Linked DNA regions of Sus scrofa: region 1 is linked to region 2. A link is a contact called in public HiChIP or PLAC-seq data. All regions are on one chromosome and are shown on one strand. Each heading gives the region's core, a stretch centred on a gene start, on an enhancer-like site or on the middle of the called end of the contact. The rest is flanking DNA. Distances are from core to core; before and after follow the strand shown.

What was found. HiChIP or PLAC-seq counts read pairs in DNA pulled down with a chosen protein or histone mark.
Region 1: a contact with region 2 is called in an H3K27ac HiChIP or PLAC-seq map of alveolar macrophages. The contact joins two enhancer-like sites. A contact is called at or near these places in 1 of 47 Hi-C or Micro-C datasets (fetal heart ventricle) and 1 of 2 datasets of contacts at active chromatin or transcription factors (alveolar macrophages).

What each region holds. Positions count from the first base shown.
Region 1 is chr9:67,441,650-67,447,629 of Sscrofa11.1, forward strand. No RefSeq gene overlaps it. Among named protein-coding and RNA genes, the nearest start is that of IL19, 25 kb to the right of the region's middle. Within about 2 kb of position 3,227, at least 11 of the 83 cell types and tissues checked have an H3K27ac peak or open chromatin away from gene starts, as enhancers often do. A contact at or near this core is called in alveolar macrophages, where this site is marked.
Region 2 is chr9:67,295,662-67,302,427 of Sscrofa11.1, forward strand. No RefSeq gene overlaps it. Among named protein-coding and RNA genes, the nearest start is that of MAPKAPK2, 16 kb to the right of the region's middle. Within about 2 kb of position 2,625, at least 19 of the 83 cell types and tissues checked have an H3K27ac peak or open chromatin away from gene starts, as enhancers often do. A contact at or near this core is called in alveolar macrophages, where this site is marked.

The DNA of each region.
Region 1 (5,980 bases), core at 1,977-4,476, 150 kb after region 2:
GTACAAAATCTGACTCAGGAGGAAATAGCTTATACACTAAAAGAAGTACAAGATTTTGTAATACATGTTAGAATGTGTAGGAATATATTATAAGGGTGCTTGACTAAGGATGATAGAATATAGCACTTTATCAGATCAAATTTATTGGGTACATTCATTAGATATTCTGGCTTAAAGTATTAGCTCTTACAAGTGGAAATGGCTCTAAAAATTTCTTGGTTGGCTTAGACTGAACCTTAGACTCAATGGTCTCTTATGTTTAATAAGGTTGGAATGCTAGAACTTCTCTGACTTCAAGACTCAGAGGAAAGGGATGATGAAGAAGAGGCTTTATCACCTGAGATCTGCACACCTCTCCCCTCCCCCCAGTACATCAACCAGAGGGTCCTGAAGACAATTCATTAAGACACTGAATTTTGTAATTAAAAAATATATATATATATAGGGACAAAAAAAAAAAAAAAAAAAAGAGAGAGAAAAGCCCTCTAGGTGAGGCACAGGAAAATTCTAGAATTGTTTCAAACTATTACACCTCTACTTTTTTTTTTTGCTTTTCAGGGCTGCACCCGTGGCATATGGAGGTTCCCAGGCTAGGGGTCAAATCAGAGCTACAGCTGCCAGCCTACACCACAGCCATAGCAATGCTAGATACAAGCCGAGTCTTCAACCTATACCACAGCTCACGGCAACGCCAGATCCTTAACCCACTGAGCAAGGCCAGGGATCGAACCCAAAACCTCATGGTTCCTAGTCGGATTCATTTCTGCTGTGCCCTGATGGGAACCCCACACCTATATATTTTAAATGAAAAAAAAAAAAAAAGACATTGAATTTTGTATTTCTGTACAAAATGACCCATCCTATGGCTTTCACTTAAGACCTTGCCCCAGCTATTTCAGTGGTTACTTAATGGGCCTGTGTAGAAAGTGGCCATAATGGCAGGGATCAGGCTTAAGTGTGGGCTCAATAGCATAGACTTACCCTAATCAACCCTTTTTTTTTTTGACCATCAGTGCTTCTGATTGCCTAATTTTCCAACTAAACTAAGCCCCAAATATGGCACCCTTCCCTAAAAGGCAGTTCCTGGGGGCAAGTTGATTACATTGCACCCCTTCTGTCTTGGAGAGGAGCAAAAATGTTTCCTCACTGGAGGAGATAAGTATCCCAAGTATGTATTTGCTTTCTTGCCCAAGAATCTTCTGCCAGCACCATCTGTGATTACAAAATATGGTGTACTCTACTGTACACAACATTGCTTTTGATGAAGAAAATAATTTCAAAAGAAGGTCAGCAATGGGCTTATGCCCATGGGATCACATCCCACATCCCACATACCCCACCACCCAAAAGCAGCTGGCCTAGCAGATGCAAAAATTACTGCACATATGGCACCAGTTAAGAATTTATACCCTCAGGGAATTCCTGTCGTGGCTCAGTGGTTAGCAAACCCGATTAGCATCCATGAGGATGCAGGTTTGATCCCTGGCCTCGCTCAGCGGGTTAAGGATCTGGCATTTGTTTGAGCTGTGTTGTAGGTTGCCGACACGACCCAGGTCCCACGTTGCTGTGGCCCTGGTGTAGGCCAGTGGTTACAGTTCTGTTTGGGAACCTCTTTATGCTGGGAGTGCGGCCCAAAAAAAAGGTCAAAAAAAAAAAAAAAAAGAAAGAAAGAAAGAAATTACACCCTCAAAGGACAGAGGTCACAGACTATTTTGAATCATAGACAAATACATAGTCCTGGGTTTCCCATAGCCAGACTGCACAGGTCTGGGAATTAAAGGTGGAAGTAGACTGGCTCCTCTCACACTAAATCTCATAGTCTTCCCACAGATTTTTTGCTTCCAATCCCTGGGACTTGGAGCTCTGCTGGTTTGAAGTCTTGATTCCCAAGAAAACTTCTAGCAGGACATGCCCTAATATTGCATTGATTTGGAAGATGAGACTGCCCCCGGCTATGCTGAGTTCTGCATGTTACTGAACCAACCGGCAAAAGAAAGAGTTACCCTGCTGGCTGGGGTGACTGATATGGACTACCATAGGAAAAATGTGTTACTGCCTCTCACTGGGGGCAGGGAGGACTAGATCTGGAATGCAGGGTATTCACTGGGGTGCCTTTGAGTATTTTCAAGTCCAACAATAAAAGTTAATAGAAGATGACCATTTTCCCACCCCCTGCCAAAGCCATAACCAGGGATGATTCAGACCCTTAGGCAAGATAGATTACCTTGCTGTTTAAAAAAAAACTCAACCATCTTAGGGATTGGATGAAGACAAAGGATATATGAAACGGGTAGTAGAAGAAGGAGTTATAATTGACTTGTAAATCTCAATTATGGCCTCATGACCAGTTATGTCCTTGCTTATTATGTGAAAGTGTGTATATATAATTGAGTGCATGAAAGACTTTATTCTTCTCTCTCTTGCTGATCCTTATTATTTTTACATGTTTTGTTGGAAGTTACCTTTCAATCTGGTTTTTGGAATGCATATGTGCAAATGGGATTGTGGCTGAATTTGAAAAATAATGGATGTTGCTCAGAGATGGCTGCAATGGCAGTGGAGATCTTACAGCTCTGAATCTGGGGGAGAAGTCAGCACTGTCTTGGTTTATTTGCAAAAAAGTTGTATTTTGAGGAGGAGACAAAGAATTATTTTGTAGTTATACCACAGTTGAAATTTTTGTAGTTATGGATGCTGACTAGCTAAAGGGGTGGCGTGTGTCAGTTGGTTAACTTATTGTGTCTCGATTCCAACTTTTTTTTTTTTTTTGAATGGGAAAATAACTATTTTGTTTGGGAGAGTGGGCTGGCATCCAGCCTCAGAGCTTCTGGAATCGCTTCTTGGTACCAGCAGCCTTGGTGAACTTGAGCACCAAGGATCCTGGAGCTAGTCTCTGAAAAACCACAATTTTGCCTTTGCAGTTGGCTCTGCTGATAGGGACACTGGATGGAGACTGCAAGGCTGAAGGAGGAACGAGAGGTTTGCTCCCTGCTGTGTAGTTCTTGAGGGTTTCCTGTCTGATTGTGGTTCCTCTGAGTATGACCCCAGCACATTTCTTTATCATAACATAAGCATTTTCTTCTTGTAGCTGCCGCTGAATCCAGTTTGCAGTTTTTGTAACATTTGCAGAATCAGCCTCATCTAGTCTCCTTTGCGGATACCCACAATAGCTAGCCAGTGCCCCTTCCCCAGATGTCTGGGTTCCATACCCCTGAGTCCTCTTCTGAATTCGGAAGTCTAACACTGGCTGAGCAATGCCTCCTACTAAGAGGTCTGAGTTTTGGTTCCTCAGGGCCTCTCTACTAAGTTTCTTTTTAAACAGTTTCAATCTTTTTCCTTTGTTTCCTCAAATCTTAACAGTTTCACCTTCTATGATACTTTCCAGTTCCTTTTAACCCTTTTAGATACTGTGATCCTTAGTTTTATGTATCAACTTGGCGGGTCTATAGAACACAGTTATTTAATGAAATATGAATCTAAGTGTTGCTGTCAGGATATGTTGTAGGCTTGGTGAACATCTATAATCAGCTGATTTTAAGTAGAGGAGATTACCCTCAATGATGTGGGTGGTCGTCTTACAATCAGTTGAAAGACCATAAGAGCAAAAACTGAGGTTTCCTGGAGGAAGAAATTCTGTTTCAAGATTGCAACATTAGCTTTTGCCAGAGAATTTTCAGCCTGTCCACCCCCACCCCCACAGATTTCAGACTTGCTAGCCTGTGTAACTGGGTAAGTCAATTTCTTCCAATAAACCTATTTACATTGTAAATCAACTATACTTAGATGGAATTTAAGAAACTAAGAAAAATTGATTTGCATATTAAAAGATTTTGATTCCATTTCTCTGGGGATTCCTGACTGATACAGTTATCTACATTGTATCTTTAACATTGTATCTATGAATCATGATTAAGCAACATGATTTGGGGGATTAGAATCAGCAAAATGGAAGCAGCATAATCCTGTGTAAAACATAGTCTTAGCAAGAAAATAACACAAAGGCAAGTCATAAACATGTCCTAGAAGCTGTCAGCAAAAGACACAATATGTATAGAAGAACAAAGATAAATTGAACAGATTTCTCATTGGAAACGATGCAAGTGCAAAGACATGGAGCATTATCTTTCAAGTATCTGAAAAGAAATCTGTCAATCTACAATTCTATAACTGGTGAAAATATCTTTTAAAAAATGACTATTTTAGATATACAAAAGTTGAATGGATTCATTGCCAGCAGGCCTGCACTACAACAAATGTTAAAAAAAAAAAAAAATCCTTTAGCCAGAAGAAAAATTATACCAGATGGGAATCTGAAGGCACACAAAGGATTAAAGAGCATGGTACTACATGAATAAATACATCAGATTTTTTTCTTTAAATAATAATCAGCTATTTAAACAAAGAAATACTGTATTTTGGAGTTTATAAAATAAGAATAGGTAAAATACAACAAAAATAGAATGAAGGTTGAGAGGGAGAAAAGGAAGTACACTATTGTAAGATTATATACTTAATGTGAAGTAGTATAATATGATTTGGACATAGACTGTGATAAGTGAAATATGTCTACTAAACCCCCCCCAAGGCAACCACTAAAACAACAAAAAGGAGTTATATGTAAGCCAACAAAGGAGATAAAATGGAACAACAACAACAACAAATATAATAACCTCAATGAATTAAAAAGTAATCAGGAAGTTCTCACTGTGGCACAACAGGATCAGTAGTATCTCTGCAGTGCCAGGACGCAGGTTCAATCCCCTGCCAGGCACAGTGGGTTAAAGGATCTGGCTTTGGGAGTTCCCGTCATGGCGCAGCAGAAATGAATCCGACTAGGAACCATGAGGTTGTGGGTTTGATCCCTGGCCCCGCTCAGTGGGTTAAGGATCTGGTGTTGCCATGAGCTCTGGTGTAAGTCATAGATGCGGCTCGGATCTGGTGGTGTTGTGGCTGTGGTGTAGGCCAGCAGCTGTAGCTGGGATTTGACCCCTAGCCTGGGAATCTCCATAGGCTGTGAGTGTGGCTCTGAAAAGCAGGGGGTGGGGGTGGGGGTGGGGGAGATCTGGCTTTGCCACAGTTGTGGCATAGATGGCAATGTAGCTCAAATATGATTCCTGGCCCAGGAACTCTATATGCTGAGGGGCAGCCAAAAAAAGAAAAAAAAAAAAAAAAAAAAAAAAAAGCTATCAGAAAAAGAGAGGGGAAAAGCATTAAAAAACAGATGATAGAAATAGGAAAAAATAGAGGGTAGACAGCTGTATCAATAATCATATTAAATACCTAAACACCTTAATTAAAACAGCAGGGCTTGGAGTTCCCATTGTGGCTCAGTGGTAGTAAACCTGATTAGTATCCATGAGGTTATGGGTTCAATCCCTGGCCCCAATGAGTGGGTTAAGAATCTGGCATTGCTGTGACGATGGTGTAGGCCGGCAGCTTGGCTCTGATTGAGCCCTAGCGTGGGAATCTCCACATGCCATGGGTGCAGCCCTAAATTAAAACAAATGAACAAACAAACAAAAAACAGAACTCATCAGATTGCATTAAAAAATAAGGCTGAACTATGTGATGCTCTCTACAAGAAAAACTCTTTAAAGACAAAAATAATTCAAAAGTAAAAGAATACAGAAAATGCTAAAAGATATACCATGTATCACTAGTCAAAAGTAAACTGGAGATTACACCCACACACACCCACACACACACTTTCTGGCCTCAAGGGAATTAAATTAGAAATCAATAGGAGAGGCGTTCCCATCGTGGTGCAGTGGAAATGAATCTGACCAGGAACCATGAGGTTGCCAGTTCAATCCCTGGCCTCGCTCAGTGGGTTAAGGATCTGGTGTTGTCGTGTGCTGTGGTGCAGGTCGCAGACACTGCTGGGATCCTGCATTGCTGTGGCTGTGGCTGTGGCTGTGGCTGTGGCTGGCAACTGTAGCTCCAATTGGAAGCCTAGTCTGGGAACCTCCATATGCCATGA
Region 2 (6,766 bases), core at 1,375-3,874:
CCTGGCAACCTCCATATGCCGCAGGAGGGGCCCAAGAAATGGCAAAAAAGACAAAATAAATAAATAAATAAATTTTCATTGTGGTAAGATGTATATATCATAAAAGTGACAATGTTAAACCATTTAAAAATTTTTTATTATAGTTGATTTACATTTTTCTGTCAATTTCTGCTCTACAGCAAAGTGACCCATCTACACACAATGAACCATGACGGGAACTCCTGTCATATTATCTTTCATCATGTTCTTCACCAGTGATTGGACATAGTTCCCTGTGCTATACAGCGAGACCTCATTGTCTACCCATTCCTTTTTTTTTTTTTTTTTTCTTTTTAGGGCCACACCCATGGCATGTGGAAGTTCCCAGGCCAGGGGTTGAATCGGAGCCACAGCCACTCAGGATCTGAGCTGCGTCTGCAACCTACACCACAGCTCACAGCAATGCCAGATCCTTAACCCACTGAGCGAGGCCAGAATCGAACCCACACCCTCATGGATCCTCATTGGGTTCGTTAACCACTGAGCCATGAAGGGAACTCCATTGTCTATCCATTCTAAATGTAACAGCATCTGCGTTAAACCATTTTTTAAAGTGCATAATTATGGAGTTCCTGTTGTGGCGCAATAGGATCTGTGGCATCTTGGATCTGGTGTTGCCATGAGCTATAGTGTAGGTCATGGATGCGGCTTGGATGTCAGATCCTGTGTTGCTGTGGCTGTGGCGTAGGCTGGCAGCTACAGCTCTGATTCGATCCCTAGCCTGGGAATCTCCATATGCCGTGAGTGTAGCACTAAAAAAGCAATAAAATAATAAAATAAAATAGTAAAATAAAAAATCCCAGTTTTTCTACAGGTTCTGAGATGCAAGGACAGCCAGTGTTGAAACAAGTGTGGATGATAAGCGTGTAGATCATAAGAGTTGCGGCTTGTCTCACAGGCTTGCTGTGAGTTTTATACGAGCAGCTATGTGTAAAGAGCTCAGAACAGACTGCTATATGCGTGTTTGGTGTTATTATTATTCCCTCCCTGCGTGGATTCATCATCTGCCAGCCCCAGGTTGATTATTGACAGGCTCACAGTTAACTTTTCATTTTCACATCATCAGCCTGGCACTCAGCATCCAGCCCCAGGCTTATGCTGTCCTTTGAGGAAGAGATATCTGACAATAAATATCACAATAAGTAAACGTGTGATATCGTGTCCTCTGAGCCTTAGTGTGGTTAGGTAGCGCTTCAGGGTGTGGGGTGTGTGTCTGTGTGTGTCTTTGCGTCTTTTTTAGAAAGAAGCTTTCGCTTTTAAAAATCTTAAGCCAGTTAATTAGGGGCTCTCTCTGATGGTTTTAATTTTTTCTTTACCTGCCTTTTTTTTTTTTTTTTTTTTTTTGTCTTTTGTCTTTTGTCTTACTTTTTAGGGCTGCACTCAAGGCATATGGAGGTTCCCAGGCTAGGGGTCAAATCAGAGCTACAGCTGCCGGCCTACACCACAGCCACAGCAACATCAGATCCGAGCCTCTTCTGCGACCTACACCACAGCTCATAGCAACTGCGGGATCCTTAACCCACGGAGTGAGGCCAGGGATCGAACCTGCAACCTCACGGATCCTTGTTGGGGTTTGTTAACCACTGAGCCGCCACAGGAAATCCTAACTGCCTTTTTTGTTTGTATGGAAAGGATGCTTGAACCACCTGCTTCCCCATCCCCCCACCACTTATCCTCAGATCCCCAAGGGGAGGGCAGGATCTAAAGAAAGGACCACCTCACTGTTGTCATCATGATAATGGCTCCCCCCTTCAACCTCCACTCCCATCCGTGTCCCCAGAGCCTGTAAAGTGCTCAACCTTTGTCCTCAGAACACAGCTCCTTTTACTGGTGGTAAAAAATTAAAACAGTGGGCTGATACTTCCATTCCGTGAACCCTTGTCCTGATCAAAGTCTGGAGGCTCTTCCCCCTACCCCCTCCTAATCTCAGCTGGTTCCAACCCATTCCCAGTAAGGACACCCTCCCTCTTATTGTCCTGGGGTTTCAAGTCTGCAGGGGAATGCATATTTTTTCCTTAGCAGAAATAATTGTGGTTTTTTCCTAACAACTTTGCAAGTTCCCCATAGAGTTGGAAATTCCCTTCTCGGTTACAGCTTTTAATGGATGCAAGAAGGCTGGTCTGGACCTATCTTTCTGGCTGACTTGCTGTGTGACTCTAGGAAGTCAGCTTAAGGTCTCTGGGCCCCAGAGCACAAGGATTTCCTAGATGGGGATGCATGAAAGTTTGGGGGAAGGATTTATATTTGGAGGACCCTGGGAGAAGGGATTGACAAACATCTCTAGGGGAGAAGAGCCATTTGGGGAACTACAACCCATTTAGATTCCTCTTCTTGAAAAAAGAAATGAGTTGAATACTTTCCACTGTTCATTCCCTTACCCCCACTGCCTGCCTCCACCCCCAGCTGTTGATTAATAGAGTCGATAAGCCATACTGTTCCCCTCCCACTCATACACACGCTTCTGGGAGGCCCTAGATAAATAGGAGGCAGAGGCAAGCCTGAGGAACTATTATTATCCTTACGATGATGATTATGCTTTCAGCATGAGAAACAGGAAGTGAAACTGACGAAAATGCCCAATGATAAACGCCTAGCCCCATCTTCTGCACCAGACCTAAAGGCAAAGAAGCCAGCCAAAGAAGACAGAGGCCCAGCCACAGGCCGTGCGTGCGTGTGTGTGTGTGTGTGTGTGTGTGGTGTGTGTGTGTGTGTGCGCGCGCGCATGAGTGGTGTGTTTTACTTGTGTCTTTTTTTTTTTTTTTTAATTTTATTTTTGTTCTTGGCTGCCCCGTGGCATATGGCATATGGAGTCCCTGGGCAAGGGATGGAATCTGAGCCATGGTTGCGACCTACACCACAGCTGCAGCCCTGCCGGATCCTTAACCTGCTGTGCTGGGCGAGGGGTCACAGCTTCATCCCAGTGGCTCAGAGAGGCTGCTGGTCCGTTACGCCACATCAGGAATTCCAAGGAGTGTCTTTAAATAACTAGTTTCCAGGACTTATGATTTTTTTTTTTTTTCCTTTTTCAGCTACACCCACAGCTGGGGATCAAAACGGCACCTCCACAGAGACAAGCCCCATCACTAACCCACTGCACCACAGCGGGAACTCCAATTTTTCAACTTTATTCTGATGACGTGTTTCTTCCTCCGTGTGCCCCTCAGGGTTCTTCCTTACCACTTCCTTCCCCATTTCCTAGAGAGAGCTTCCCACAGCTGGCAGACGATGTTTAAGGACAGGTCCAGTGATCAACTGGTTCTTCTCCACACACCTTATCTGCTGAGGCCAGGTCTGAGCCTGACGCCTCTCTCTGGAGCCTGTTTTGTCCCCACGGCAGATATTCCCAGGGCCGGATGCCTTTCTTCCCTTTTCTTTTGGGGGGCGGGGAGCTGTGCTTTCTCTTCTGGCCTGACCCCCTGACACTCCATCTGCTTGGCTGATTATTCATATCCTTCGTCTTTCTCAGGAATCGATGGATTTAACAGTAGTGAGAAAACAGGGCGTCAGGGCGCGGTCATTGCCCCATGTTGACATTTCCATTTGTGGCACCACAGCCCCTGGAAAGTCTGAACAACAGTGGAAATGACCGGATTTTCAGACTGCCTTGTTAGCTCAACTTCCAGGGAGAAGAGAGCAGACAGTTGTGTGGGGAGTGAATGATGCAAGCTGGAGTTTCGGACATAGCTCCGCATCTGGGCGACGTTCGGGAAAAATGCAGAGGGAACAGAAGAGAGAAAACATTGAGCAGGGAGCAGAGAGAGGAAGAGAGAAGGGGATGCTGAGCTCTTGTTCTCATCCTCCACCCCCCACCCCCTTCTTTAATGACTTTCAGTTCAAGATCTTGAGCCAAATGAATCGATGATTGGAATTTTGGCTGGGGAAAAACATAACCATCAGAGTCTCATTTTTCTTTTTCTTTTTCTTTTCTTTTTTTGTCTTTTGTCCTTTTAGGGCCACGCCCGAGGCATATGGAGGTTCCCAGGCTAGGAGTCCAATTGGAGCTGTAGCCACCGGCCTACACCAGAGCCACAGCAACGCCAGATCCGAGCCGTGTCTGCAACCTACACTGCAGCTCATGGCAACACCGGATCCTTAACCCACTGAGCAAGGCCAGGGACCGAACTGGCAACCTCATGGTTCCTAATCGGATTCATTTCTGCTGCGCCACGACAGGAATTCTTCACTGTGATTTTTTTCTGAGCCTGGAAAAGGGACCTGTGGACCCCTCCCAGAGTTGGGATGAGGGTGAAGTCAGCAGGACATGTCATGGGAAGAGAAACTCTAGGGTAAAATATTATGCCCCAAGCTGTCTTTGGGTGGCCCCACACCTTTTTTGTCTTTTAGGGCCACACCTGTGGCACATGGAGGTTCCCAGGCTAGGGGTCAAAATGGAGCTGTAGCCGCCGACCTACGCCACAGCCGAAGCAATGTCAGATCTGAGCCACATCCCCGACCTACACTACAGCTCATGGCAGCACTGGATCCTTAACCCACGGAGTGAGGAAAGGGATCGAAGCTGTGTCCTCATGGATGCTAGTCAGATTCGTTTCCCCTGAGCCATGACAGGCATGATGGGAACTCCTGGGTGGCCTCTTTGGGTGGTCTGCTTGGTCCTGCTCCCTGCTCAGGGGAGCACGGTGCTTAAGAAGAGAGGGTTGGGTCCCAGCTTCCTGCCTTCAAATCCCAACTCCAGTCCTTACTTTATTTTATTTTTAGACTTTTTATTTTTTTCTTTTTAGGGCCATACCTGCGGCATATGAAATTTTCCAAGCTAGGGGTAGAATTGAAGCTATAGCTGCCGGCCTGCCCCACAGCTGCAGCAATGTGGAATCCGAGCCATGTCTGCAACCTACACCATAGCTCATGGCAACTCTAGATCCTTAACCCACTGAGCAAGGCCAAGGATCGAACTTACATCCTCATGGATACGAATCAGGTTCTTAACCCGCTGAGCCACAATGGGAACTCCTCCAGTCCTCACTTTAAATCACTTAAATACACTGGGCCTCAGTTTCCTCTTCTGGGCCCCTGGGAGAATATTAGTAACACCCACCTTGCGGGGTTGCTATGGAAATTGATTAACACAGAGCAAGGGCTTAGAACCTTGTTGGAAACCTAATAAGTGCTTGATAAATGGGAGTGATTATGGTGACTTTTATCCACCATCCTCCATTCCATCCACCGTAGGCACTGGGGAAGTACTAGGGAAGGATGCGAAATTTGCAGGATGTAGGTCTCCCCAGAGATTTCATGGCCTCCCCGGGCTCTCTGTTCTTTCTTTTCTTTTCTTTCTTTTTGTCTTTTTGCCTTTTCTAGGGCTGCTCCCATGGCATATGGAGGTTCCCAGGCTAGGGGTTGAATCGGAGCTGCAGCTGCTGGCCTACGCCCCAGTCACAGCAATGCCAGATCTGAGCCGCGTCTGCAACCTACACCACAGCTCATGGCAACGCCAGATCCTTAACCCACTGAGCAAGGCCAGGGATCGAACCCACAACCTCATGGTTCCTAGTCGGATTCGTTAACCACTGTGCCACAACGGGAGCTCTGGGAACTCCTCCATTCTTTCTTAACACAATAGGTGGTGTCCTCTTGACTCCAATTCTTCCTGGTTCTTCGCCCCTGGTCCTCACCTGTTCACCTTCCTTTGCTTCTTCTGCTGTCCTGCTCTTACTTTTCTCAGCTCTGGTATCCCGCCAGGCCCTTCCCTGACTGGTCCTGGTGAGGAAGCCTCTCTGGTCTTCCTACTCAGCATGTCTCCCTTTCCAAGCCCTGGGCTTCCCCCACCCCACACTCCCTGGGGAAGCTGGGGGAGGGCCACTCGGCTCTGTAATCACCACACTTCTTGGTGGTAAACAAGAACCAGATTCCTGGGCAGTGACGCGGGGCCGGAGCGCAGTGGCCGGGGCAGCTGTGATTACACTGAAACTTGAAGAAACACCTCTGCTCGGGCCCTGACCTGTCTGGGGAGGGCCCAGGGAAAGCCGGCCCACACAGCCCTCTTTGCTACCCTTCCTATCATTCTCCGTCTGAGTGGCAGGGGTCTTTGCCCAGATGGCTCTGCAGACACAAGGGGCAGCCAGTTGGCCCAGATTCGGAGACCTCCCGGACTCAGAACTGGGGAGCATCGCCCCATCTTTCCCTCCAGGATGGGTCTCACCCTCTTCCCTGCTCCTATACCAGCTCCTTCCCCAGGCCATCATCGCCTTCTTCTCTCACCGATGCCAGGAGAAGCCTCACAGGAAGTTGCCCTGATCCCAGGAAACCCACAGTAAAGGCGCTCTGCAGGCTGGCGTGGCCACAGGCTGTTTTAATTTTACCCACAGGAGTTCCTATCGTGGCGCAGCAGAAAGGAATCTGACTAGGAACAATGAGGTTGTGGGTTCGATCCCTGGCCTCGCTCAGTGGGTTAAGGATCCAGCGTTGCTGTGAGCTGAGGTATAGGTCGTAGACTGGGTTGGATCTGGCGTTGCTGTGGTCGTGCTGTAGGCCAGGGGCTACAGCTCCGATTAGACCCATAGCCTGGGAACCTCCATATGCCACGAGTTGCAACCCTAAAAATACAAAAAAAAAGACCAAAAAAAAAATTTTTTTTTCCCCGCAGATGCCTTCTGACTTCTGGGGCCAAGGCTGGTCCAGGGCTTCCCTCTTGACCTTGTGATTTTTTTCTTTTTCAATTTAATGATTTTTATTTTTTCCATTATAGCTGGTTTACAGTGTTCTGTAAAAT